Regions from separate parts of the Danio rerio genome. Here region 1 is linked to region 2. Evidence: chromatin contacts called from public HiCAR-type data. All regions are on one chromosome and are shown on one strand. Each heading gives the region's core, a stretch centred on a gene start, on an enhancer-like site or on the middle of the called end of the contact. The rest is flanking DNA. Distances are from core to core; before and after follow the strand shown.

The links. HiCAR-type assays count read pairs that join an accessible place to other places.
Region 1: a contact with region 2 is called in a HiCAR-type map of caudal fin, with 6 times the contacts expected there. The contact joins the enhancer-like site here to the promoter of her6 in region 2. A contact is called at or near these places in 6 of 18 Hi-C or Micro-C datasets (caudal fin, embryo, hematopoietic stem cells and 1 more) and 3 of 4 datasets of contacts at active chromatin or transcription factors (caudal fin, embryo and gastrula embryo).

What each region holds. Positions count from the first base shown.
Region 1 is chr6:39,306,405-39,310,275 of GRCz12tu, reverse strand. opa1 (OPA1 mitochondrial dynamin like GTPase) reads left to right here. Exons shown (of 29, transcript NM_001007298.1): 27 at 170-280. Among named protein-coding and RNA genes, the nearest start is that of opa1, 44 kb to the left of the region's middle. Within about 2 kb of position 1,330, at least 8 of the 62 cell types and tissues checked have an H3K27ac peak or open chromatin away from gene starts, as enhancers often do. A contact at or near this core is called in caudal fin, where this site is marked.
Region 2 is chr6:39,107,567-39,111,785 of GRCz12tu, reverse strand. It overlaps her6 (hairy-related 6), which reads left to right and starts at 1,301. Exons shown (of 4, transcript NM_131079.2): 1 at 1,301-1,633; 2 at 1,721-1,816; 3 at 1,929-2,016; 4 at 2,154-2,986. The coding sequence starts at 1,526. The coding sequence ends at 2,674. All of the region lies in intron 3 of LOC137490239 (a long non-coding RNA gene), which reads right to left.

The sequences.
Region 1 (3,871 bases), core at 81-2,580, 200 kb before region 2:
ATGTATTTGTTTTATGTTTTTGTTTATTTTTTATATTTTATTTAAATTTTTAAGTTTATTTAATTTAGTATATATATATATATATATATATATATATATATATATATATATATATATATATATATATATATATATATATTGGTTAATTGATTATTTTGTTTGTTTGCAGTACGGCGTTTGGAGAAGAACGTTAAAGAAGTATTAGAAGACTTTGGAGAGGACAATGAGAAAAAAGTCCAGCTGATCACAGGCAGGAGGGTTCAACTGGCAGAAGACCTCAGTAAGTCCATCCTCATATTTTATTCTTCATTCGAGCCCATGAAAAATCTTCAAGACAGGTCGGCCAGCAGAGGACAGTGTTGCTTTGCACTTAAGAGTATAGAAAATGTGATAGATAATGGACAATGATTAAATTTCACTCCAGCGTAACATTACAATTGGTCTTGCTGTATTTAGAAAATTTGCGAATATTAGATTTGTTTTGAAAACCATAAGTCTTTTTTCAGTCTATAAAGATCAGATAAACTTTTTCAAATGAAAGAAAAATGTTATTTATTTAATGTATATTTTTTCTTGTTCAGACAATGAAGAAATAATCAATGTTTTCATTTATTTTGATTTTAAATTAGGATTTTATTCCATAAAATATAGATTTCTTAAATCTTTTGAAATTCTGAACGTTGCTATTGCGTGGTCTAAACATTAATACAAACATGTCTTGAAAACATGACATCTCTTTAATTAATGCAAAAATCTAAATTGATACAAAAAACTTTTTTTTCTTCATTTTTTGACAATAAAGAATTGTCATCAGTAGTTTACAGAATACATTTTTTTTACTCAACATGAAATTAAATTCAGAGCTTTTCATGTGGTCTATCATTAATATTTCATAACTCTTTAAATGCATTCATTCAGTTTGTTATTGTTTTAGTTGTTGCGTTGAGTAGAGTTGGACAAAGCTCATTAAATCTGCATTTTTCTTCAAAAACAAACAAATAAACAAAAAGCTAAATGTTTTTTTTCTAAATATTGCATATCATTACCAGGTGTGGTTCGGGATTCAGTTTCCATAATGCATTCTTGTGGTATTAGTTGTGAATACAGTTCTGGATAGGTTTCCGCACTTTCTCCTCTCTCTCGCACTCCCTCTCATTTTCTCCCTGTTTCTTCCTCTGTTGAGGCTTGAACCCTTAATTGCCCTTCGCAGTGTGTGAGACAGTATGAGAAAGCTCCTGGCTGTGCACTGCCTGCTGTCTGTCATGTCTTCAGCCCTGGTTACTGTTAAACACACTGTTGATTAAAGCAGCAATTTGTGGAGGCACGACTGACATGCTCAGACTTGATCTGGAGCAGACGCACGACTCGCGCACACGTTCACCCTTGTGCTGTCATTACGCCGATAACAGAGTGTGAGCTCATGCCGCTGCTGGCCAGGTTAGTGCGTGCTTAAACAATGGTCAAACCGTCCCGCCGTCTTAAGACAAAAAGGTGAAATTTTGGTGGATTATTATTATAGTTTTTTTTTCTAATGTGCTTCATTTGAACAAGTTGACGGTTAAGTGTTAAGGACACATTTACGAGCCGTGCTTCATCATGATCATCCCATCATGACATTTTGTTGACTATAACCAAGTCTGCTTCTACATGACAATTAGCAGTCATTAGAGCATTAGTAGACTGTTAGACTGTAAGTAGAATACGTTTACATGCAGTTGCTATGTTATTTAAATAGGAGGCTAATTAAGAGGGTAAAGTGTTACATTTTATACAGTGATAAATGACAACATGTTTTATATTAAGCGTTTAGGTAAAGAAATAAGCTTGTTATAGTTTAAGATTCACTTATTTGAGTGCACAGTGCAAAAGAGTAGTTGGGGCTTTATTAACAACAGTAACACCGTGCCCTAACTATATCCGACATGGCGCACACATTTTTTTTTCTTTAATATAACAAGTTTTTGTCCTAACTGTCTGTGACAGCAACATGCAAAAATGTCTATTTTAGAACCTGGTTATATTTCCGTCATGGCAAAACAACAGCATAAACTACTATGACAATGATCACACTTTGTACACCTTTGAATCACACTATGTGTAATTTTAAGCGTTTTAGGTACAGAGAAATGCTTGATATAGTTTAATATTCAATTATTTTGAGATTTGTAGAAGTTTTATTTAGGCTTTTGAGTTTGAGTGCAGAAGAGTAGTTGGGTGATTTATTAACAACAGTAATACTAGGGATTTGTATCGTTAAGGTTTTACCGGTATTACTACTTTTATCTATACCACTTATCGTTTTTGTACATTAACGGTTCTTTTATCTGTACTTTTTGTAGTGTTTTTTTTATTTAAAAAAAAAAACTAAATCAAATTGAACAGAATTAACAACGCTTTATTTTTATTATTACATTTTAATATAAACTAAAACAAAACCAAAAATTGTAAAACAAATAAATATTTTTTTCCTGTAAAAGAATGTACAGTGGTTTGAAGGAAAATGACTCTCAGTTTTTAACCATTCTTCTGGAGAAAAATCAACATGTTTGTCTTTTCTGACAGAAGACAGGATCTTTGTTGGTTTTTTTGTGCTCCCTGCAGTTGAAAATTCCCTCTTTGAGTTGCAAAATGCAGTTAAATAATCAGATAATGTTTATGATTTTTCATTAACACATTCAAATAAATGAGTTAACAGTGTTTTGGGACTTAACTGTGTTTCTAATAGAGTTTTGGAGCATCTTCATATATAAAAATAAGCAGATTTTTATCATTTTTTAGTAAGCATAGTTTTTTTATTAGGCTAGTTATAGGCTATATTTAGCTGATGTAAAAGCATGTTTAATGTTTAAGATTTATTTAGGTAACTGCAGAAAAACCATACTGTTTTCATTGTAACCGAATGTGTGTTTATTTAACCATTAATGTTAACATATACTAATTTAGGTGATTGACTGCTGGCATAACGATGTGGATGATGTAGTAGCTAGGCAGTCAAATCTTTGCATTGTCGTTAATGAAGTTTTGAAAGATACTTCCACTTAGCCAGATTGCTTGCATTTCCACTTATACAAGAAAACAACTTGTTAGGTTTGTTGCAACGGACATTGTTGCTGTCCACTCTGGAAATACAATGCGTTTCGTTCACTCTGCAAGTTTACGAGTGAGCGCGAGTCTGTGTCATGAGCTATGCGTGCGCGTTTAGCAAGAGCCTCAGCTGAGTGCGCACACACAGCTGAAGACTGTGAAAGCTTTTGACGCGATTGGCTGAAACACAAGCTTTCCTCATGTGAGACGACGAATATCAAATATCGTAAATTAGAGATTGGTCAGTTAAATTATGCTTCTGTAAGAAATGTTTATTCAGCAATACTTTACCAGTACCGATAGCAGAACAGTTAACATCAGAGCTTATCGATACTTTGGTCTTTTATAATGTAGCACCAAAACCGATAAAGCACAGAGTTTCGGTTCCCATCCCTAAGTAATACCATGTCCTAACTATATACGATGTGGCACACACCTATTTTCGAGATAAAACATGTTTTCGTTCTAAATATCAGCGACAGCGACATGCAAAAATTTAGAACCAGGTAATATTTCTGTTGCATCAAAACAAAAGCATAAACTACTATGACAATAACCACCTCAGGTCCATATTGTGTGCTTTATTCAGTGTTAATTACTACCAATGTGAGTTTGAACATTATTTAACCTGAGATTTATAGCCAAACAACTGAAAGCAGCAGATCCAGTGCAAAACAATAATGTCAATCACTCAGCTTTTTGTTGGGAGTGGCTGATATTTGAATGGATGGCTGGAATTGAAATGTTTCTCTTGTGTTGCATCGCATTTGTCACAAACAGCCACTCA
Region 2 (4,219 bases), core at 52-2,551:
CCGTGCAGTGCGCGCTTTCGGTCTGAAATATCTCCACACTGGCTCGCATTCCGATAAGCCCGATCGAGCTCTCAGTGGGCGTGGTTTTCCCAGGCTTTTAGAACAGCAGCTGCTATTTACCTTCCCTCTAATGTAAACCACCACCGCCACCCCTAGCCCGCCAGCCAAACCTCAACCACCGAGGTAATAAAACATCCTGGCACGTGCTCCACATTCACAATAGTGCTCGTGAGCCGACAGATGTCAAAATGCCAACAGCAGCGACGCGCTTAAAGAAATACGGCGCTGCCTTGTCGAATATACTTCTACACTGTAAAAACAAAGTTGAACACTCGAGAACTGAAAGTGTAAATTTAATTTAGACAAGTGGTGTGGAAGTTAAAGCCCGCAAGGATATGGTTAACAACAATTTCAACCACTTTTAAGTCGAGCGACAGAAATAATTGTGAGAAGATAAACAGATTCTACAGTGTGAAAATTTAAAAATACAAGAGTGAACTTTTCAACTGTGTTTCAGATTTATAGACCTCTTTTAAAAGCAAGTTTTATGACTTATCATTTGCCATATAACAACTAAGTGGCCAAAGTTTTGGAAGTGTTATTTTGTTTGCTGTTTATTTATTTAAAAAATAAAATAAAAAATAAATAAAACTGAAAATAAATTATATGTTAGAACGATTTATGAAGGATCCTATTACACAAAATTCATATTTGAATGACTATAAAATATTACATAGGCTATTAAAAACATAATAACATAGAAGATACCTATTTAAAAATTAAATAGCCTAATATTTGAAATACATGCAGCATTAAAAGTTGTAAAAAGTTTATAAAAAATACACTTTCCAAAACTTTTTAAAATTGTGTTATGAATTGTCACTTTAATTTGGACATGTCTCTAATGTTTTTAAATGTTAATTCCAATAATAAACAACTTGTCTCTCTCTTTGGTGAGTGTGACGCAGGCACATTTTAGTTTCCTTCTAAGTTTCACTGGATCTATATGTGTATTGAATTACAATTACAAAGTTTGCTGTTTCTGAGCGGAGACTGGCTCTTAAGTGTTAATATGTAAACTGAATGATTGAAGGCAGTCCCGGTTGTGCCCTAAACCCGGCCGCGCGCCATTGGCCACCCGCTCAAACGCTAAACAACCAATGGAGGGGCGCCGACCACGAGCCATCCTCCCCTCGGGCCGCGTGTCCCGCGCGCTGATTGGTAGAAAGTTACTGTGGGAAAGAAAGTTTGGGAAGTTTCACACGAGCCGTTCGCGTGCAGCCGGAGATATAAATAAGACCAACACGACGCTGAGGCAGGCAGTTGCTACGACCGCTGGCGAACGGTGAAATCAGAGACTGTGACATCATTGCCGCACCAGTTGAACTCGGGACACTTCGTGCGGATATCCATTCATAACTGGAACTGTATCAGCGTACTTGACAGCGTTTACTCCACTAGAAGCAGCTGTGCGGGAGGATTTCTTTTTATAAACAAGATCACGAAAGGATACTTCCCAGAGAAGATGCCTGCCGATATCATGGAAAAAAACTCCTCTTCTCCGGTCGCCGCGACTCCGGCGAGCATGAACACTACACCTGATAAACCCAAAACGGCTTCGGAACACAGAAAGGTTGGTATTGATATTAAGCTACGAACTATAGTGCTTCAAGAAGTGATTAGACAGATTGACTCATTTTGTTTTTATTTTGCATTTTAGTCTTCTAAACCCATTATGGAGAAAAGAAGAAGAGCGAGAATCAACGAAAGCTTGGGTCAGCTGAAAACGTTAATCTTGGATGCTCTGAAAAAAGATGTAAGTACCGAAAGTCCGACTGAGTCTTTCAGTTAGGCTATATCTGGCTGGAATATTAATGCATTTCTTTATATAGCCGCATATCTAAATCAGTCTCTTTCTTCACTCTCAGAGCTCCAGACACTCTAAACTTGAGAAAGCCGACATCCTGGAGATGACAGTGAAACATCTCAGAAACATGCAGCGCGCACAAATGACCGGTAAGTCGCCAGAGTTAAAACCTTTCAGAAAATGCACCTTGCATTCTCTTTATGTAACTAATGCAATAAAATAAAGACGTTTAAGGAGCTAAAATAATTTAAGTTGAACTTAATCTATTTTCTCGTTTACCCAACAGCTGCCCTAAACACAGATCCCACCGTTCTTGGGAAGTACCGAGCTGGATTCAGTGAATGCATGAACGAGGTTACCCGGTTCCTGTCCACATGTGAAGGGGTTAACACCGAGGTCAGGACTAGGCTGCTAGGTCACCTAGCCAGCTGCATGACACAGATCAACGCCATGAACTATCCAACACAGCACCAGATACCTGCCGGGCCTCCTCATCCATCCTTCAGTCAACCCATGGTTCAGATCCCCAGCGCGACTCAGCAAGCCAACGTTGTGCCTCTTAGCGGAGTCCCCTGCAAAAGCGGCTCATCCTCCAACTTGACTTCTGACGCAACTAAAGTATATGGGGGTTTCCAGCTTGTGCCGGCAACCGACGGACAGTTCGCCTTTTTGATTCCCAACGCTGCCTTTGCTCCAAACGGCCCTGTTATTCCAGTCTACGCAAACAATTCCAACACACCGGTTCCGGTGGCCGTTTCTCCGGGAGCACCGTCCGTCACGTCAGACTCCGTTTGGCGGCCTTGGTAGACTCCGAGGAGAAAAAAAAACTCTTAAAAGACTCTTAAAAAACAAATGACACTTGTTTTCTTTGTTCAGCGTTACTTTTTTTGTGCTTTTTGTATAAAGAGATTGTGTTGGTTTTATGAGATGATGCACTATATTTGTATAGATCAAAAGGCAGAGAAGTTCATATTGAAATAAGTTTTGTATTGTTGAATTCCGTTCAATGCATTTTTATATTTGCGGTATCTTTTCCACGTTGTGATGCCAAAGATATGTTGAATGCGCTTTCAAGTTTCTTCTTTTTGGAAGACAAATAAATGACATTTGAAATGAAAAGTTTTGCCTCAGTGTTTAGTTTTATTCTAGTGGTTCCACACTACAGCAACCCAATCACCCTAAAATAAGCAAATCTGGCTGTATAGCATAGAAATTTGAGCAAATTGCTTTGGTTTTCTCATCATTGTAAAGCAAAACTTAAGGGTAGACTGTAATATCACGCTTATTAAATATAATATACAAGGCTTACAGTCAGTAAGGATGTAAAATTCATTCGTCTCTGATACTTTAAGGCTTTTCCTATAACCATGTTTTCTGTGAAAAGTAACACATAGCATTCGACTTAAATTGCTACATTTGTTACATGCGCAAAAACCGATACAATTTGATACAAAATGTTGTATAGTTATCTATTTTATAGGCATATGCTAGGATGCAAACTATGTATATTGGTTAATCAATATTGTTCTATTCTTGTTTAACACGTTTTAAAAGGCTACATTTAGGCTATCTCCAAAGAGCAGTAGATTATTAAAATAAACAGTTTTCAATAAATTAAGACATCTTAAAAGCAATGCTTTTACAAAAGAATACTAATAGTTTAAAAGTAACTTTGATTGAATTCAGAGATTTCGTCACAATAAAAGCCTAAGTTCAAAGCAGGTTATGATATATGTAAATTACATGTTAATATACGGTGTTTCTGACACTGAGGAAGAACTGAATCCAGCGCCAAAAGTTCAGGAGCAGAACACCAGCGCAAACGATGTTTTATAACACGACCATGTAGCGCCATCTAGTAATTCAAATGCGAACTACACACACACACACGCATTCACTGAGCAGTGGCCAACGTTCAGTTTAAAAGAAGTTATAGACATTTATTTGGTCAAATTACTAGCATAAAGGCATATTAACATACACTTTACATAATTCATATACTTCACATTTATTTACTCAAGTTCAACTCATATAACACAACCAAATAAAATACTTTAAAACAAATCTTAAAAATTACAATAAAGCAAGTTGTTAAATCAAACACGATTATGTGAGCTTGAAGGATGCAGAAATTCCCACACAAGCTTTTATTTATACTAACAGGAACACGCTTGACATGATGAAACGTTTCCTTCTTCATGCATCTCTTGTGTTTCCCAGGTGCGTGTTGCCTATAGCTATTTCAGTGTGGCCATTCTTTGAAGGGGGCATCGCAGGTGTTTGCAATTACCTGCTATGAGGCACAAAGTGTAGATAAGTGCAATCATTCTGAATTTCCATCACACCTTTTGT